Regions from separate parts of the Mus musculus genome. Here regions 2, 3, 4, 5 and 6 are each linked to region 1. Evidence: chromatin contacts called from public HiCAR-type, HiChIP or PLAC-seq and promoter capture Hi-C data. All regions are on one chromosome and are shown on one strand. The core of a region is the stretch at or near the end of the contact, and the rest is flanking DNA. Distances in the headings are between cores, read along the strand shown. Region 1 holds the start of 2810021J22Rik (RIKEN cDNA 2810021J22 gene). Region 2 holds the start of Igtp (interferon gamma induced GTPase). Region 3 holds the start of Sh3bp5l (SH3 binding domain protein 5 like). Region 4 holds the start of Zfp692 (zinc finger protein 692). Region 5 holds the start of Gemin5 (gem nuclear organelle associated protein 5). Region 6 holds the start of Cnot8 (CCR4-NOT transcription complex, subunit 8).

Evidence for each region. Promoter capture Hi-C pulls out the DNA fragments that hold promoters and counts their contacts. HiCAR-type assays count read pairs that join an accessible place to other places. HiChIP or PLAC-seq counts read pairs in DNA pulled down with a chosen protein or histone mark.
Region 2: a contact with region 1 is called in a promoter capture Hi-C map of hematopoietic stem and progenitor cells. The contact joins the promoter of Igtp here to the promoter of 2810021J22Rik in region 1. A contact is called at or near these places in 9 of 39 promoter capture datasets (the 3T3-L1 cell line, the C10 cell line, embryonic stem cells and 6 more) and 2 of 115 datasets of contacts at active chromatin or transcription factors (embryonic stem cells and memory CD8 T cells).
Region 3: a contact with region 1 is called in an H3K27ac HiChIP or PLAC-seq map of embryonic stem cells, with 4 times the contacts expected there. The contact joins the promoter of Sh3bp5l here to the promoter of 2810021J22Rik in region 1. A contact is called at or near these places in 12 of 39 promoter capture datasets (the 3T3-L1 cell line, the C10 cell line, cranial neural crest and 7 more), 2 of 484 Hi-C or Micro-C datasets (B cells and muscle stem cells), 10 of 115 datasets of contacts at active chromatin or transcription factors (astrocytes, bone marrow-derived macrophages, embryonic forebrain and 5 more) and 1 of 9 other capture datasets (embryonic stem cells).
Region 4: an H3K4me3 HiChIP or PLAC-seq map of neural tube shows a contact between it and region 1, with 4 times the contacts expected there. The contact joins the promoter of Zfp692 here to the promoter of 2810021J22Rik in region 1. A contact is called at or near these places in 9 of 39 promoter capture datasets (the 3T3-L1 cell line, cranial neural crest, embryonic stem cells and 5 more), 1 of 484 Hi-C or Micro-C datasets (embryonic stem cells), 8 of 115 datasets of contacts at active chromatin or transcription factors (astrocytes, bone marrow-derived macrophages, effector CD8 T cells and 4 more) and 1 of 9 other capture datasets (liver).
Region 5: a promoter capture Hi-C map of embryonic stem cells shows a contact between it and region 1, with 2.7 times the contacts expected there. The contact joins the promoter of Gemin5 here to the promoter of 2810021J22Rik in region 1. A contact is called at or near these places in 4 of 39 promoter capture datasets (embryonic stem cells, hippocampal neurons, liver and 1 more), 2 of 484 Hi-C or Micro-C datasets (cortical neurons and palatal mesenchyme) and 2 of 115 datasets of contacts at active chromatin or transcription factors (embryonic forebrain and forebrain).
Region 6: a HiCAR-type map of astrocytes shows a contact between it and region 1, with 2.9 times the contacts expected there. The contact joins the promoter of Cnot8 here to the promoter of 2810021J22Rik in region 1. A contact is called at or near these places in 2 of 39 promoter capture datasets (embryonic stem cells and hippocampal neurons) and 2 of 115 datasets of contacts at active chromatin or transcription factors (astrocytes and large pre-B cells).

Annotation. Positions count from the first base shown.
Region 1 is chr11:58,865,942-58,868,827 of GRCm38.p6, reverse strand. It overlaps 2810021J22Rik (RIKEN cDNA 2810021J22 gene), which reads right to left and starts at 1,588. Exons shown (of 5, transcript NM_172403.2): 1 at 1,519-1,588; 2 at 1-13.
Region 2 is chr11:58,198,003-58,200,853 of GRCm38.p6, reverse strand. It overlaps Igtp (interferon gamma induced GTPase), which reads right to left and starts at 1,298. Exons shown (of 3, transcript NM_018738.4): 1 at 1,075-1,298.
Region 3 is chr11:58,329,330-58,332,281 of GRCm38.p6, reverse strand. It overlaps Sh3bp5l (SH3 binding domain protein 5 like), which reads right to left and starts at 1,575. Exons shown (of 7, transcript NM_024480.5): 1 at 1,490-1,575; 2 at 419-1,028. The coding sequence starts at 601. It also overlaps a transcript of Zfp672 not described here.
Region 4 is chr11:58,305,265-58,308,343 of GRCm38.p6, reverse strand. It overlaps Zfp692 (zinc finger protein 692), which reads right to left and starts at 1,275. Exons shown (of 12, transcript NM_182996.3): 1 at 1,088-1,275; 2 at 583-832; 3 at 340-371. The coding sequence starts at 758.
Region 5 is chr11:58,166,964-58,169,906 of GRCm38.p6, reverse strand. Gemin5 (gem nuclear organelle associated protein 5) reads left to right here and starts at 1,368. Exons shown (of 28, transcript NM_172558.3): 1 at 1,368-1,619; 2 at 2,038-2,198. The coding sequence starts at 1,454.
Region 6 is chr11:58,102,668-58,105,613 of GRCm38.p6, reverse strand. It overlaps Cnot8 (CCR4-NOT transcription complex, subunit 8), which reads right to left and starts at 1,644. Exons shown (of 7, transcript NM_026949.5): 1 at 1,406-1,644.

The DNA of each region.
Region 1 (2,886 bases), core at 339-2,838:
CACCACGGCAGATCTAAAGAACACAATCAATGAGAAATTAAACCTGCAGTTTATGCAGAGCTTAGTGAGAGTAGCTGCTGCTTGCTTTTTATTACCATGAAGACGTACCGCAGTGCTGTAGGAATGGGTGTTTAACGGGCATGGCGTGAATCATGAACGTGATGCAGGAATTACAGAAAACACTTGAACAGGGTTTCCTATTTCCCGTCAGTGCAGAGGTACCACACAGGACTCCATCCACAGCTCCTGGTTCACATATTTAAGTTTCACGGACAAAATGCTTTGTGCAATCTAAGCTTTCAGTCCAGGACTGTACATTTAAATGAACATGGCCCTGATTTATTGCACTACCTTGGAAATACTGTTGAAGCGGTGCCTGCCTGTGGTGTTTACAGATGGTGTCGCTCCCTCCCACAATGCCCATTAGCTCTGCCTTTTCATGTGCTCTGGCCAGCAGGGCCTCAGTGGGACAAAAGTATAGTTTTCAAATGAGGTCTCTCATGCTAGCGGGCTATGGTTATATAGTTCTGTGTTACCATGCCCTGTTCATACATCGAAATTTTAATCAAGGCTCCTCAAAGAAACTAAAAGTACAAGAGCCACAGGATCCAGGAATCGCAGGGACATTGCATGTTTCTACAAGTAATGCAATCACACTGTGCAAAGCAGCACGCTCCACAGCTTACCACTGTACTTGTGGCTTCCCTCTGGGCACAACACTATCGCCTCTCTCCATCTTGGAGCTGAGCCTGACCAGAAGTCTGTAACAATGACTCCACGAGGTACTGCAATAAACTGCAAGTAACACAGGTCTAGTGGTCATGGAGCTCAAGTTATACAAATCTAGTGGTAACTGTTACACTCTTAGGTAGAAGAGGAGTGGAGCTAAGGACCTTCATCTGGGATTCCAACCATTATCGCCCATGACACTTCTCACCTTCCTAGTGAGCTAGAGTATGCAGGAAATTACAAGTTAGCTGAATGTGGGGCTCCATGAGGTCAGCATCTATACTGGGTTAGGACGTGGTGGTCTGGGAGTCATCCATTCTCTCTGTATAAGTCCAACAAACTCACTGGAGAACCAAGCTGGGCTGTGGTGGAGTCCTTTCCTTGGTCATCCCCAAGGGCCCACCTGAGGCGAGCAGACATTTGTTCTTGCTGCAGTAAAAAGTCTGTGCAATTACCGTGCACTCTCCACAGAAGCCAATACACACAGGAGCCTTCCAGATAAGGGAGAGGCCAGGGGATGCCCCAGCACAGGTTCACCCCACACGTCGGGCTGCTCCAGGATCTAGGACTGTCACTGCCAGACAACGGGACACTAGACACGGCAGTTGTGGCACTGGGGTCAGGAGGAGGAGGAGGAGACGAGATACGGCTGAAGACAAGTCTCCTTGCAGCATCAAGGACCGAGGGCGACAGAGACTGGGAACTCAGCCCCGCGCAGGGCTCCCCGGATCGCACCATTTGCACAGCGCACGGCGCCCGCCCCTGCAGGCAGAAGCCAGCGGTACTCACCAGAAGGCAGGTGTCTGACTGCACACAGACGCCCAGACAGGCTGGCACAGGACTGAGGCCACAATCCAACCCCCTCGGAAACCGGAAGCAAGATGGCGACGCCGGAAATAGACCGGAAGTTCGCGGGAGCCGTCCGGAGTTCAGAACCTGTGAAACCGCCTTGGGGGCATATACAGTTTAGGGCATCCCGGTCACTCGTTAGTGACATCGTTGCATTTGGAATACATCGAAGCTCTAAAGTGGATGCTTTGTGAGGCCAAACCCAGAAACAACTGCTTTATGCCAAAAGAAAAAAAAAGTTTTAGCTGGGTGGGCGTGGTGGCACATACCTTTAATCCCAGTACTGAGGTGAACGGATCTCTGAGTTCCAGGCAGAGACCCTGATTCAAACGGGAAAGAAAAGGAGACAGAGAGGAGAGAAAGGAGCGGGGCGCGGAGAATATAAATAAATAAATAAATAAATAAATAAATAGATAGATAGATAGATAGATAGATAGATAGATAGATAGATAAATAAATAAATTCATTCTAGTGTGGCTGGAGACATGGCTCAGCGGTTAAGAGCACTATTCTTCCAGAGCATCCAGGTTCAATTTCCAGCACCTACATGGCAGCTCACAACCAGCACCCACTTAGGGGTGAGGGGAATCAAGAATTCTCTCAACTCTAAGGGCATTACACACCTATGGACAGACATACAGGCAGGCAAAACACTCATACATAAACTACCTATTTAGCCTCTACCATGCTCTCAGTAACTTTGGCCTTGCCTTTTTTTTTTTTTTTTTCGAGACAGGGTTTCTCTGTCTAGCCCTGGCTGTCCTGGAACTCACTTTGTAGACCAGGCTGGCCTTGAACTCAGAAATCAGCCTGCCTCTGTCTCCCGAGTGCTGGGGTTAAAGGCGTGCACCACCATGCCCGGCTCTTGTTTTTAAGACTTATATTTTATGTGTGTAAGTGTTTTGCCTGTATGTCTGTAATTGTACCATTTGCAAGTCTGGTGCCAGAGGAGGTCAGAAGAAGGTGCCAAAATGCCCCAGAACTGTAGCAAAACATAGTTATATAAATAGCCATGTGGGTGCTGGGAACTGAAGCCCTGTCCTCCTCAAAAGCAACAAGTGTTCTTAACCACTGAGCTACCCCTCCAGTCCCTGCTCTTTAATAGGAAACACTGTCGATGGGTAGATATGAAATCCAGAGCTTTGCAATCCTTGAACAGCATTCTAACTTTGAGCTACTCACCTGACCCAGTAATGAAGTTCTTAGGCGCTGACACTGTCAACTCCGTCTGTTTGCTTTTGAGACATTTCACACAGCCCAGACTGGTTTCAGATTCAGTATGTGGCTGCAGAAAACATTGAAGGTAAC
Region 2 (2,851 bases), core at 49-2,548, 670 kb after region 1:
AGAAAAGAAAGGAAGAAAGGAGAGAAGAAAGACATCTTGAATTATACAAAGCAGTTCCTGGTCACGCTTCTGGTTGATCTAAAGCTGACTACAATTCTCCATAAAGATCCAGATCTCTCTAAATACTCTGGGGAAAGGGGGGGAAAGAGATGCCTCAATGAAGAAAGCACTGGCCTCACAAGCAGGAGTTTGAACCCCTGGCATCCACATAAAAGCCAGTTTCAATACTCATGCCTAAAATACCCTAGCTGGAGAGGTGGAGGTCCAGAGGAGGATCCCAGAGGGCTTGCTGGCCAGCCAGTCAGTCTAGCCAAGAGGTTCACTGAGAGATTCTATTTCAATAAAATGAAATAAATTGGAGAGTGACTGAGGAAGACACCCTAATGTCAGCCTCTGGATTATACACACATACACACTGGCAAGCAGACACTCGGGCCCACACACAAATGCAATAGTCTCACACACACCTGCACAAAAAAGGTCACATACACAGTGGAAGTGGCAGCCCATTGGTTGCCTATGTTACTATGTTCCGTCGGGTTGCATTTTGTTATACTCTCTTCCAAAAGATTAAATTAAATGCTGGCAGATGAAGAACCAGCGTCTCCAAGGCAGATAGATAATGCCCAACAGAGTTAGACAAAAAGTTTCCTTATGAACCCAGCCTTCCAAGCCAGAGTTCTAGCCCCTGCGTGTCGCACATGGAGAACAGATGCACATTACACAATTCCAGAATGTTCCAATATTACCTGTGGGCTGTTCTGATCCTGGACTCTGGCCCCTGAGGGGTCATCGAAGTAGTGGCCAAGAGAATTTGAGTAAAATCCCACCTGTTTTCTCTTAACTAGGCTCCCTCAGAAGACCCACAAACCCAGGGATACCCAGGTAAAAAAAGAAGCACACTGCTTCTCTCTGGTGAATTGGAAGGACTTGATTCAGCCAGACACCATGCACTCCGATCCTGAAGACAGTGCAGGAGGGTGCCTGCTGCACAGGGTGCCCCAGAGGAACACCTGACCCCAGACTCCCCTGCCCTGAGCAGGTTTATAGGCCAAGCAGGAGCCCCTCACCTACCTGCTCAGAAGCCTTACAAAGCTGCAATCCAGGCTCAGGACGGTCAGGAGAGAGAGAAGTGTGGTGGGGCAGGGTCCTGTGGGGAAGAGCGATTAGAAGAGGCAGGAGCAGCTGAAGGGCAGCCTGAGCTCCTAGGTTTCCTCTCAGACCCTGCTCTATCTATGTTGGCCCAGATGTAAGTCCCCAACTTCTAGGCGTGAGCCCTGCCTGCCTCCTCCCCAAGGGGCGGGGCCTGATGCCCGAACAGCTTTCAGTTTCAGTTCCTAGAAATGGCTAGTTTTCGGGAGTTAGCACTCAGAGGCCACGTTCTTCTTCAAAGAGAGGGGTAACTGGGCCAGATTCCAGGTATAGAGGTCAGAAGTCTGCCCGTGAAGCCTGCCATTCAGACTTCGGTCAGAGCTGCCTTGTCTGACCCTGCTACCTCCTTTCCGGAGCCCCTCTTAATGATGGCACCATGTTGAGACCCAGCGAACTTGGTCCTTGGAGAACTACTCGCCCTTCATTGCTGCTCCTTGGGGCTTCTGTCGCTTCTCATTGTCTACTCGCTCCTTCCCGCCCACTCAGCTCAGGGGCAGAAATTCCACCTACTCTGCCCTGTTCCAATTCTGTCGTCTCCCCAGGATCAAAGTATGCGGCAGAATATGCCACCTTTAAGTGGTCTCCTTCTGCCCACCGGTTTCTCTTGAGTTCAGGAAAAATATTTAAAACAAAGCAAAACAAAAACCAAAAAATAAAAATAAACACTCTCCCCCCCTCCCCCTCCCCCCTCCCCCTCCCCCCTCTCCCCCTCCCCCTCTCCTTTTTTTTTTGTGTACAGTGATGCCCTGGACCACTGAGTGCCCAGGTAGAGGGGAATGGGCTAGTTTCCCTGTGTAATTGCTTAGCAGGGTAAGTGGCTGATGGGAAGTGTGTGCTCATTTGCACAGTCCATGCCCCCAGGGCTCCCCCCACCCCAGGCCATTTACTGACCTGGTCTTTCATTTTCACTCACTGTCCCTAACATCCTGACTCCCTCCCTCCCCCATCCCTCCCTTCAATAGGTGTGCATGTGCATGAGCCTCGGAGGTCGGAGCAGAGAGTTGGAACCCGTGCAACCGGAGTTACAGGACATTTCTCTGTATAGCTCTGACTGTCTTGGAACTCACTCTGTAGACCAGGCTGGCCTTGAGCTCAGAAATTCGCCTGCCTCTGCCTCCCAAGTGCTGGGATTAAAGGCGTGGCCACCTCTCCCGGCCTGGGCATCAGATCTTAATACAGATGGTTGTGAGCCACCATGTGGTTGCTGGGATTTGAATTCAGGACCTTCGGAAGAGCAGTCAGTGCTTTTACCTGCTAAGTCATCTCATTTTTAAGTGTCTCTGCCACCTGTGACTTCTCTCGCTCAGAAAATGACAGCAGGCAGCACTCTGCAAGATGCCCTTGCACAGGAGTGTTCCTGATCGATGAACTTGGTCAATAGATGATTGACAGGCTGGGGAGATGAAGTCAGTAAGGTGCTTACAGTGCACACACAGGGACCTGAGTTCAATCCTCCAGATCCCATGTCAAAAGTTAGACGTGGTGATATGTACTAGTAACTCCAGTACGGAGATAGGCTGATGGCCAGCCAGCCTAGACTATTTGGTAAGCCCCAGTTACAGTGAGAGACTTTGTGTCAATAAACAAGGTGGAGAACCTCTGAGGAAAGACAGACAAAGTTGTCCTGTAGCCTCCATATGTGTGTGCATACACAGGTGATGATTTACAAAGAAGGTATAACAGACCCCTAGGACCAGGC
Region 3 (2,952 bases), core at 326-2,825, 540 kb after region 1:
CGTGCCTTTCAAATACCTGAAAGGTCTCACAACTCAAAATGATTCTGAGAGACATATCTAAGAAGGTAAAAGGTGGGGGGGGGGGGGGGGAGATTTCCTCAGCCTCCAAACTGCCTCCCAGTCTCAGCCATCTCCTCTTGCCTCCAGGATATGTAAGATACCTGAGCTAGCAATCTTTTTGCTTATTCAGAAAGAAGAACAATGAGTGGTTCTATGCCCCAAGCACTCAGGCAGGGTCCCTGCTCTCCATCAGCACTTGTCACACTTGTCACACTGAACCGCCACGTTTTATGTACATGTCTGCTTCCCTTTCCCACCCCAGCCCACTGTGAGAGAGGAGTCTAAGGCCTCATTGATCCCACAGCTCTTCAGCAAGTCTGGCCTCTGGACTTCTGACCTCCTCCATCAGCCTTCTCACCTGTATCCTAGGATCCAGTTCCTCCTCCTCTCTAGGGGACAATTTGGTCTCACTGCTGTTGCTTCCACTTCCTCCAGGCTCCTCTGCGACCGGGCTCCTAGGGCCCTCATCCTCTACCACCTCTGACCGAAGTTCCCCCTGCGGAGTCTCCCGGCCCCCTGCAGCCTTTTTGAGATCAGCCATGCTGGCTGGAAGAGGGCAAAGCCCTATGCACAAGAGAGGGCTGGCATGCTGGGAGCAGGGCCCCAGTTTGAGGCTTCCTGGACTTTGGATGGAACAGAATAGGGCTTTCTCTTCTCAAAGGCCGAAGAGAAGCAGCACAGATGGGCCTCGCGTTCAGTTAGAGGCTGAGCTTCGAACTGCTGAGGAGGTCCTTATAACTAAAGCTTCGTCTGTGCAAAAGTTCTTCACACCTCACCACGGGGAGCCCACCAAGAGACCCCAGCGGCAACAGCTCCAACTCAAGGAGCAAAGGGGGCCTGGATCCTGGGCCGACGCCTGGGAAGAGGAGCACCATTCGGGAGGGTGGAGGCAAGCGCCTCCAGGCTGTGGTGGCAGATGGAGAGAAAGCTAAGTCCAAGCAGAGGGTGGGAGATGCGCCTCTGGGGAGCTGCAGGAGACACAAAGGTCAAGTTACATAGGATGTCAGCATCAGAACCTTGGCCAGCAGCCTCCTCCGCGTCCTGGGTCTCCCCAAGATACCACTGGTTTCCCAACACACACTCCCGAGATCCGACCAGTCCCCCACCTCAACTTCTTTCCTCCGGCCTCAAGGACTTTAGGTCCGACTCTGCTCGCGTCCCTGTTCCCTCCACAGTCCCTCCCCTTCCAAACTTCCCTCTGAGCCCCACCCTCTCTCCTCCACACCCTTTTTCTACCAAGCCCGTCCCCCTCGGTCCGGCTTTGCAATTCACCTTCTATCCCCCAACCTTGCCTCTCCAGCCCTGGGGGCCATCTGAGCCTCCAGGCTCCAAGCGCATACTCTTCCGCGGACCCAGCGTCTGAGTCCCAGCCATCCCATGTAACCAGGCGAAAAAAAAAATGCCCCTTCCCGGCTTTACCTCAGTTTACCTTGCTTTACGGGGAGCGTCTACGGAGCAAACAATCTTCCCCCTCCCTCCGCAACAAGACCGTCCAACCAAAAACGCCCTGGCAGAGAGGAAACGGAAATACGCCATCGCGTAAAAACGCTATTTTTTTTTTTCCTCTCTGACAAGTATTGCCCGATGTAAGCTCACGCTCGGCGTGCTAAACGTTCAGGGTCCGTACAAGATGGCGCTACTCTACATCCGACGTCGCCTTTCCTAGCTCCCAGTTCACCCGCCAACCAAGCCTAAATAAAATGAATGCATGAGTAAGAGTTGCTGAGGAAAACTACAGCAGGTGATGAAAATCGATAGTCCCTCCCAATTCGAGAAATGCTAGCAATAGTGTCGTACGCGGGAGCGGCCATCGTTGCTTTAGGAACAGAGGCGGGGCTAAGGACTGTCACTGCCTGGCGCGACCGGAGGTGATGCAACTTCCGGTTTCGGCTAGCTCCTATCTGGGTATTGCTAACAAAAACGAAGTCGTTTTTCAAAAGTGATTTTTTTTTTCCTTTTCTTTTCTTTTTTCTCGGTTCAGTGAATCCGGCGGACTCTAGGTCGAGACAGGTGGGTGAACCTCTCCCGACACCTGCAGCGGGCGCCATCTCTCCCGCTAAGTAGCCGGCCTCACGGGACGCCGGCTACCGCGTGAATGCAGAGGATCTCACTGTTAGCTCACTTTCCTAGAGTGGGAGGAGGAGGCTCGAACTTAGCCCAGTGAGCTCCCTGCTTCGTTCATGGGTGGTCTGGATACCAGTGCTATGTGTGGCTTGCAAGACGGACCGAAGCCATGGATGGGATGCAGGATGGATGCTTGCGTGGTACAAATGTCTGACGGCCTCGGGGCCCCAGGCTTTTTTTCTGGAGATGAAACACGTATCCGGGCCCAATTCTCTTCCCATTGGGTTCTGTTGAACATAGCCCGTGTTTAGTAAATCGGTAAAGAGTCTGTTTAGTCAAGAGCTGCCTTCCTATCTGTGAAGGAGTCTTTAGGTGTTTCTAGAGGCATGAGAATGGAGGAGGACGGGGTTCCACAGTCTGAAGTGAAAGGAATTCCAGAGCTGGTCCCTGTTAGGGTCCAGGAGTCGCCCCACAAACCACAGGAATATCAATCTCAGTCAGACAGGGATAGTGTATTGAATGCACACCCCACGGTCGGTAGACATAGCTTAGACTCTGGAACTGAATGCTACTATCATGAACTTCGTTTCAGGGTCAGTTTATATAGGCAGAAACCCATAATGAACTCACAAGCAATTGCGGGGAGGGCTTGTAGGGTTATTGGCCTTTTTCCAAGTTGTGTGTGTGTGTGTTTAAATAATTTAGACATAACAGTTCAAGTTGACTTCTATCTTGCTTAGCTCTGAGTGAAGTCTGCAATTGGGGAGTTTGCAAGAAGAACAGTCCTCAAAACATGGTAACAAACCTCTGAACATACCGGGATATATG
Region 4 (3,079 bases), core at 26-2,525, 560 kb after region 1:
ACAGTGAGCCTCCTGCCATGAGCACTAGGAAGGAAAGGAATTTGGGTTCCTCTGCAAGAGCAGCACACCACCCAGCCATTGCTTCAGCCCCTGAAGAGTTTGAAGGGATCTTGTTTTTGTTTTCAACCTAGATGCACAGTTGTTTGTTGTTTTGGTTTGGTTTAGAGCCGGGACAAACACACCCAAAGGTCCCAAGGCAAAGCTCCTTTCCCACAGGCATGGCAGCAGGCTTATTTTGGGCTTGTCCTCTTCCCGAACCCAGTAGGAGCTTCTGATCCATTTCTCTTGAGACATTCAGTCTCTAGGAGGCGCCACTACCTGTTAACGTCTTTTACCTACCTGCACAGAGGACACAGCCTGAAGAAGTGTACCTGCCAGAGAGGAGCTTGGTGTCAGCTCAGAGCCAACCACCCTCAAGTCTCCGCACTCACACACTTACAGGGCCAACCCTACAGACCTCCCATTCGCTGGGGCTAGGAGGGGAGGAGCAGGCCCACCCTGCCCAAACGAGAAACCCAAGGCTGTAGGAACCGGCTTGGGGCTGTGTCTCGGTGCCCTCCTTGGTCCCTCCCGGCCCCTAACCGGTCCAACAGGAACTTGGCGAGCTGCGAGTGCAGGGAGAAGCCCAGCCGCTCCTTGAGGAGGCACCACTGTTCCATGTGGCCGCCCAGGCGGATGCGGCACTTGCTGCGGCGCGCGTCCAGCTGCCTGCGCTTCTCCCGCCGGCGGCGGGATGCGTCTGCCACCGGAGAGGCCATAGACGTGCGGGCCTACGGGAGGAACGTGCTGTCGTCGTCGGGGCTTTCGGGACAGACACAGCCCCTCGCTCCGTCTGCAATGAATGGGGAGACCATAGTGCCTCCGCAGCGCTCGCGCCTCTCGGATCCAGCCACCCCTTCTTAGAGCCAGGGAGGACACTTGGAACACGGGGGTCGCAGGCAGGGGGAAAAGACTGGAAACTTGCTCTCCTTGTCTGGAGGCGGCCAGGTCTGCGTGCAGCCGCGCCTTGGCCTTCTCCCTGCCTCCCATGCAGGGGAAGCCCACCCAGCAATGCTAGGACACCGGGCCAACCCTCGTGGGGTCTTACCTGCACGCCCCAACCCGCCTTTGCCCAAACTGCGCCTGCGCTCCCCGGACCCGCGTGCTCACTCCGAAAGCCACAGAAGGACCGGGGCCCACCGCGCGCGCCGCCGCTGTTTCTCTTTTAAGAAGAAACCGTCCCCCCTCGGCGTCAGGAGGCTACGGCCTGGACTTGCAGCGGGAAGACAGCTGTCTGCGCCTGCGCCCCGGGAGCCCCGTGCAAAGCCTGCCGGGAATTGTAGTTAGCCTTAGTCCTGAACGACTGTCTGGGATTCTGTCGTCATTGCTCCTTCTATTAGCATCTCTGCCTATCAGTTGCCACCAAGCAAACGCGAGCTGCAGCATCCGCCAGCTGAAGCCAACTAGAGTCCTTTCTGAACCGCGAGACCACCCTCCAGCTGCAACCTATAACCTGCCACCATCCACACGAGAAGTTGCCTACACTTTGTACAGACTCTGATTTCACATCGTCTACAAATGGCTCTGATGGAGTTATTTCTATCAAGAGACTGCAACGGCACTTGTCAACGGCACAAGTTTTTTATTTTCTGTTTTGCTTGAAACAAGGTCTCATGTAATTCAGGCTGGTGTCCAAACTCACCATGTAGCCAAGATAGCCTTGACTCCTGCCTCCACTTTTGAAGTACTGAGATTAAAGGCCTGCACCTCTCTATGTTGCTAAATGAAGTGACCAATTCTGTTGCCTCTCTGCCCCAGAATGGAGAAGAGTTTAGCTCTCTCCTCTTGCCACACATTCATCTCACTTTCTTCTCAACTTCACTGTCAGACTAGACTTTGTCTGCTCCTGGTTTTCTCCCGCTTGGCTGGATCCTCTTCTCTCTTAGATCCTTCTGTTACCAAAAGATGGAATGGACTAGGCTCAGGTCCCTGGCAAGCCTCTCTTTTAGGTATGCTCTTGGGGGGGGGGGGGTGATGTAATTAGATCACCCATTGATTGATGTTTCTGGCTACCCTTTTGGGATTCCAGACTCCTTTGACTGCCCAGTTGACTCTCCATGGTTAAATGGCTTAATATACTTCATGTTTATAAAGAATTTACAAGTGCCTGGCACAAGGGAGTCCACAATGAACAGCCTTAGGGCTCAAACCTCACTCCAAGTCACTTGCACTACTGACTGTTTTCTGTAGCAAATCACTACAAACTTGACAACTCAAAACAGCAGAAATTTACTCGCTTACAGTTTTGGAGGTCTGCACCAAAGTGCTGAACAGGGCTACAGGTCAAGCAAGAGCTCTAAGAGAGTTTTCTCCTTGCCTTTTTTATCTTCCAGTGGTGACCAGCGTTCTGGGACTTCTGGCCATATCACATAAGCTTCTGACTCCACACAGCCTTGCTCTAGTGCAACCCTTCCTCTTCTTTCAAACACAGTCCACTTGGGTAATCCAGAGGACCTCCCATTTCAACACCTCAAACAGTTATAACTGCAAAGTGTTGGCTACAAAAAAAAAGCAACTTTCACATATTCTAGTAGTTAGAACACGGATGTTTGGTGAAACTATGTTTCAGCATGCAGTATGATCATCATAGACTGTTGAGGCATCTCATCAGAGAAAGATGCTTGCTGAGCAAGTCTGGGGCCTCAGTTTAATCCCTAGAACCCAGCATTAGGGTGGAAGGGGGAGAATGGCCTCTAAAGTTGTCCTCTGGTCTCCACAGACACGAGGCATGGCACTGATGCTCACACACGATATGTACGCACAAAATAATTTTTATTTTTAAAGATGATCACCACATGTGGTGGCACACACTTTAATCCCAGCACCTAAGAAGCAAAGGTAGAGCCGGGCAATGGTGGCGCACGCCTTTAATCCCAGCACTCGGGAGGCAGAGGCAGGTGGATCTCCTAGTTCGAGGCCAGCCTGGTCTACAGAGTGAGTTCCAGGACAGCCAGGGCTACACAGAGAAACCCTGTCTCAAAAAAACCAAAAACCAAAAAAAAAAAAAAAAAAAAGCAGCAGCAGCAAAGGTAAATGGGTC
Region 5 (2,943 bases), core at 119-2,618, 700 kb after region 1:
ACTCCTTGACCTCTGACCTCCATACACACACATTGTGAAATATGAGCACACACACACACACTAAATAAATAATAAAGACTAAGAGACGAGCTAATGCGTTTGTGTGCTCCTGGCAAAACTAGTGATCAATGTGGAGTCTGGTAACCCTGAATTTAGTGCCCTTAGGCTATGCTAGCATAGGTAAGGGCTCTCTATTAATGATAGCCATTGCAAGTTTCCATATGCCACATTCAGGAAGGGCTAACAGCAGTACAGAAGTACAGTCGAATCTGAACAAGTTGCTTGGGTTTGAGTTGTAAGCAGAGTTCAATTCTTTTTTCCCTCCACACCACTAACTAGTTCTCACAGCATAGGCACTCCATTAAGCAGGAGGCGGGATGTCAAACCTCTGCTCTTTAATCTTTGAATACCCCAGTATCAGGAATCAGAATTCCCACCCAACTACAGAGTCTCTTCCTGTCCTTTCTGATTCCTGACTCATTTCATTTATTTTGACAGGCTCTCATACTATAGCCCAGGCTGCCTAGCCTGGAGCACATGGCAATCCTCCTGCCTGAGTGCTGAGCCAGAGCTCAGATTCATTCTTTTAGTATTTCAGCTAAATACACTCTTGCATCTGTCTTTAAAACACCTCCCAAAAACTGGAAAAGTACGCCGCTATGTAGCATTTAAAAACAAACAAACAAACAAACAAACAAAAACTTGCCAGGCATGGTGGCGCACGCCTTTAATCCCAGCACTCGGGAGGCAAAGGCAGGCGGATTTCTGAGTTCGAGGCCAGCCTGGTCTACAGAGTGAGTTCCAGGATAGCCAGGGCTATACAGAGAAACCCTGTCTCGAACCCCCCCCCCCCAAAAAAAAAAAAACTTAATTGGGATACTGAACTGCCTTGTCCAATCTGTCCCAGATGTTTCTCGCTTAATAATACTTGCCTTGCTGGATTGGACAAAATAAGGAGCTTTAGTTAAATACAGGTATATATGGCGGTAAATGCACACAAACGCATTAGCTCATCTCTTAGTCAACCTTGAGGTTGGTAGAAACAGGGTATTTCACATCATGTTGGCCTTTATTATTTATTTAGCGCGTGTGTGTGTGTGTGTGTGTGTGTGTGTGTGTGTGTATGTGTGTGTGTGTTGGCCTTTATTATTTATTTAGCGTGTGTGTGTGTGTGTGTGTGTGCGTGTGCGTGTGCGTGTGCGTGTGTGCTCAGTGGCTGGTTGGCGGGTTCCACAGGTCTAAATCCTTAATTAAGGAAAATATGTAACCTCAGGACCTGGAATTTAGTTCCAGGCGGCGCACGGGAGCGAGAGGCGCGGGTTGGGCCTCAACGCGCTCCGTAGCGCCCGCCTCCAGGGGCGGGGTTTAAATCGATCCCGCCCCCTCCCGCTCCACGCCGCGGTTGCGAACCACCGTCCCAGAGCTCCTCTGCTGAGCTTGGGCGGCCGCGGAGATGAAGCCGGAGCCGCGGACGCTGCCGCCGTCCCCCAACTGGTACTGCTCACGCTGCAGCGACGCGGCGCCCGGAGGCATCTTTGGCTTCGCTGCGCGGACCTCCGTCTTCCTCGTCCGCGTGGGTCCGGGTGCGGGCGCGAGCCCAGGGGCGCCCCCGTTTCGAGGTGAGCCCCTCACGGGTCGGCGCAGTCCTTCCTGCCGTCCTCTTGGGGGAGTTCTGTAAGTCGCCGGGTCCGGCGGCGCGCGCACGTGGCCTCTCTCGCTTGGAGGGACTGACCCAGCCTAGACCCGGCGTTTAGGGTGCTCCTGGCCTTCCTGCTTGGCCAAGGCCCTGCCGGCCCCTAGTACGCCCCCTGGGGTGGGGGCTGTTCTCCCTTCTCTGATCCCGCTGGGCAATTACTTGACGGTGATGTCTGTAAGATGAGTGGTGATGACACCCAGCGTTTCTGTCTTTCGTCTGTGGATGTTTCTGTTCCATGTGTGTTAAGTGACTTCTGTTTATCTGCTTGTTGTTTGTCCAGCAACATGCAGGCTAACTGTCTGGATAGTGCTTTAGTTAACCAAGTCTGGTTTTGCTTGCAGTGGTAGGAGAGTTGGTGGGACACACTGAAAGAGTATCTGGTTTCACTTTTTCTCATCACCCTGGACAATACAACCTCTGTGCCACCAGCTCAGACGATGGAACTGTGAAGGTTTGGGATGTAGAGACCAAGACTGTAGTGACAGAACACACACTCCATCAGGTAATTGTGCATCCTGAGGCCTCAGATTGTTTTAATAGATCTCATGCATATGGAGGAATGCTACTCATTTTTGTTGGCTACTTAGATATGTTGGAAAGTCTCTCAAATAACTTTTTTTTAAAGATGCATGTTTTGTTTAGAAAGTAGAGTTTCTGGTAGCAGCTGTAACTTGGCTAGGTAGAGTGCCTGGCTAGCACACTCAAAGCCCTGGGCTCAGTCCCCAGAACTGCATAAATGAACATGGTGGTGCACACCTGTAATCATAGCACTTGGGAAGTGGAGGCAAAAAGATAGATAGTCATTCTCTTTTTTATATATATATATGTATATATATAGAGAGAGAGAGAAGGGGGGGGGTGTCAGTTTTTCCAATGTATGCCTGCACACCAAAGGGGGACATTCAGATCCCGTTATAGACCGTTTAAAACTACCGTGAGAGCTCTGGGAATCAAACCTGGGACCTCTTGATAAGTAGCCACTGAGCTATTCTCCAGCCCCTAGTCACTAACTCTTTTTTTTTTTTTTTTTTTTTTTTTTTTCCGAGACAGGGTTTCTCTGTGTAGCCCTGGCTGTCCTGGAACTCACTCTGTAGACCAGGCTGGCCTTGAACTCAGAAATCCGCCTGCCTCTGCCTCCCAAGTGCTGGGATTAAAGGCGTGTGCCACCACGCCCGGCTTAGTCACTAACTCTTATCTGTAGCTGCTTTGATGATATAACAATAGAATTGAGGAACAGCCACTGAGAG
Region 6 (2,946 bases), core at 395-2,894, 760 kb after region 1:
TCTAACTGCTTCAACCTCCAAGTGCTGGGATTAGAGGCGTGCAGCACCATCGCCAGCTGAGACCCTGTTTTTAGAAGGAAAGAAAGCAAACTAAACTGACCAGGGAGGCAGCTTGGAGGTATGCAACCAGTACTTGCTGCCAAGCTGAGAACAACTTAAGTTTTGAGCCCCAGACTCACTTGATAGAAGAAAAGAACATAAACCCCAAATATGACTTCCACATGGACAACTTGGCACTTGTGTACACACAATAAATAATAACAATAACAATAATAATAGCTTAAAGAAGAATGGGGCTGGAGTGATGGCTTAGCAGTTGAGAGCACTTGCTGCTCTTCCAGAAGACCAGAGTTTGGTTTCCAGCACCCATGTGAATTGGCTCACAAATGCCTGTAACTCCAGCCCCTGAGAATGTTGACGCCTTTTCGGCCTATTTTTTCCACCAACACACTCGTGATATTAATTATAAATTCATACATTAATAAACATTAAACCCTAAAAAAATTATCCTTCAAAATTCTTCAGGAAGGTTCGGAGGTTGAGGCTGCGTTCTCCCTTAAAGATTTATTTTTATGAGTGTGAGGGGGAGAGGGTTGAGTGTATCAACAGCTGTGCGATCTCTCCCTTAAAGGAAAATTTTGATCCCATGCAATGTTTGCCTCACAGGCTGGCTTTAAAACTCGATCCCCAAACCAAGCTACATTTGAAACTACAAAGGGAAAGAAAGGGGTTCTCACACACACACACACACACACACACACACTGCCCTGTGTTCTCACACACACAGACACAAAAACACTGACACACACACACACACACCCTAGGCTGCCAAGCAATCTGTTGTGACCGCTCCTGATTATCCAAACTTGGGAGCAGGGTGTCTGTGCACCCAGGTGGGCTCTGAAGAGCGAGGAGTGCGAACGCACGAAACCACGCTCTCCCTGCTAGCCGTGCAGAACTCAGTTCCACTGAGTGTCTCCTGCTCGTCGTCGGCTTTTGTTTGCGCCAGAGCGTCTGGGAGACAATCAGCTTCACTTCCCTGTTCCAGAAGACTAAACAAAAGGCTTTAGCAGTGCAAGACGGGCGCAGGAGGAAGCAGCGGCCCGTTAGAAGAAATGGCAACAGGTCCCCTCTGGAGCGTTCCAGGCCACAGCCCTGGACTTAGACGGCACCCCATCCAGCTTGCTGGCTCCGCGACGGCGGCCCTGCCACGCAAAGCTGCAGCACCCCAAGAGCCAAGCAGAGCGGCCTCTTGCCTCCCCCACCATTCCTTAGGCCTCCAGGCTGGACTCCGGGGACCGAGAGCCCCGTAGCCTCTGTGCCTCAGTGTTCCCGTGTGTAGGATGGGTCGCCACGGAGGCACTTCCGCCTCCTGCTCCTACCGTAAGCAACCTAACCTGCTTACCCTGGCTGGCGGCCCCGCCGAGTGCGGGCGGCAGCGGCCCTTGACCCCGAGCTCTCCTCCCTCTTGCCCCGGATCCGCTCCAGAAACCCAGCTCGACAGGGAGACGTGAGTCCTGGCGCCCAGAGCGGCCGACGATGGGCACCAAACCAAGAGGTTGCACCACTCTACCCGTCCGCCCTCCCGACTCGCCTACTCTCCGCGTCACTCCAGGCGTGCGCGGTCCCGCCGGTCTCGGCTCCGTCCCCCCGTGCGCGCTCAGATACCTACGCCCCGCCTCCCTGCGCAGGCGCAGAGCGAGAAAGTTGGGTTTGGCGGAGGGCGCGTGCGTAAAACGAGGTTTGCCCTGAGGCCTCAAACGGCGTCTAGCAGTGTAAACTTGGTCCCCGCCTAGGTTCTGGAGTATCATGAGTCGCGCCTCGGGAAAGGACGGGATCTAGAACTGGCCCCACTTCCTAACATCAGAGCATATTACGACTGTTGGTTGTAGGTGATGATGCAGGGCACATGGGGTGTCCTGACCCTCGATTACTGCAACCTGAACCCCTCATTCACTGACCATCTATTCACAGAACCCCTTCTGGATGACCATTAGGTAGGGGTGGGAGAGCGCCACCAAACCGAGTCATGAATGAGGTCAGCTGAGCACTGCCTCCCAGAACCTGGACGGCCTAAGCAGCGCTGCTCCGGGGCCTGTGCTGTCCGCTGTGTCCCTGGTATCACTGTGGGTCAGTGCAGAGAGAGAGGGGCCAGTCAGGGAGAGTAGGGGGTTCGCTGGTAGCGAGGCCATGCTGGGATGTATCGCCACCTCGTGCTTTCCCACGGGGCAAGAAGACTAAGACCTCCGAAGAGCGCCTCCCCTCCCCTGGTGCTTCCTCTCCTAGGGGCCGTAGGTAAGCATACAGCAGGTGTCCCCCTTCTGACATCCCGTCTCCCAGTCACTTTGCCCTTTTCATTTTAAACTTTTATTCCAGAAGAAATCCCCAAAATAGGACTTACTGACTAAATGAGAGCTAGCCTTTCAAACTGTGAAATCGCACAGCCAGCTTCTGGGGTAACGATGTCAGGGACAGTTTCTGAAGCCCAGCCTTTGTTGTTTCTCTCCAGGATCTGTAAATAGAGACACAAGACTGTGATGAGGATGAAACCCTAGACCAAGCCACAACCGTCACCACAAAGAACCAGGCCTGGGCAGTCAGTAACTGTAGCTGCGGTGGATTCCCTGCAACAATGTTGATGGGACTAGCTGCAGGGCTGGCCTCTTTTGAGGTGTTCGGGTTGTCTAGGCTAGGTAGACACTGCCTTCCCTCAGTCTGTTCAGTGCATGTCCTTGCTCTGTTCTGTGATTCGATTCAGGAGAGGGTGGACCTAGCATGTGCTAGTCATGTGAGGAGCAGCCGTTGAGTCCTTCAGGAGAGGGTGGACCTAGCATGTGCTAGTCATGTGAGAAGCATGGAATTTGGGGGGAGGGGGGGTTCTTGCCACCAATAGGCCTGGTGTGCTCTGAAAGAGTTGAACAGGAAACACCTGGCTTCCCCCCCACA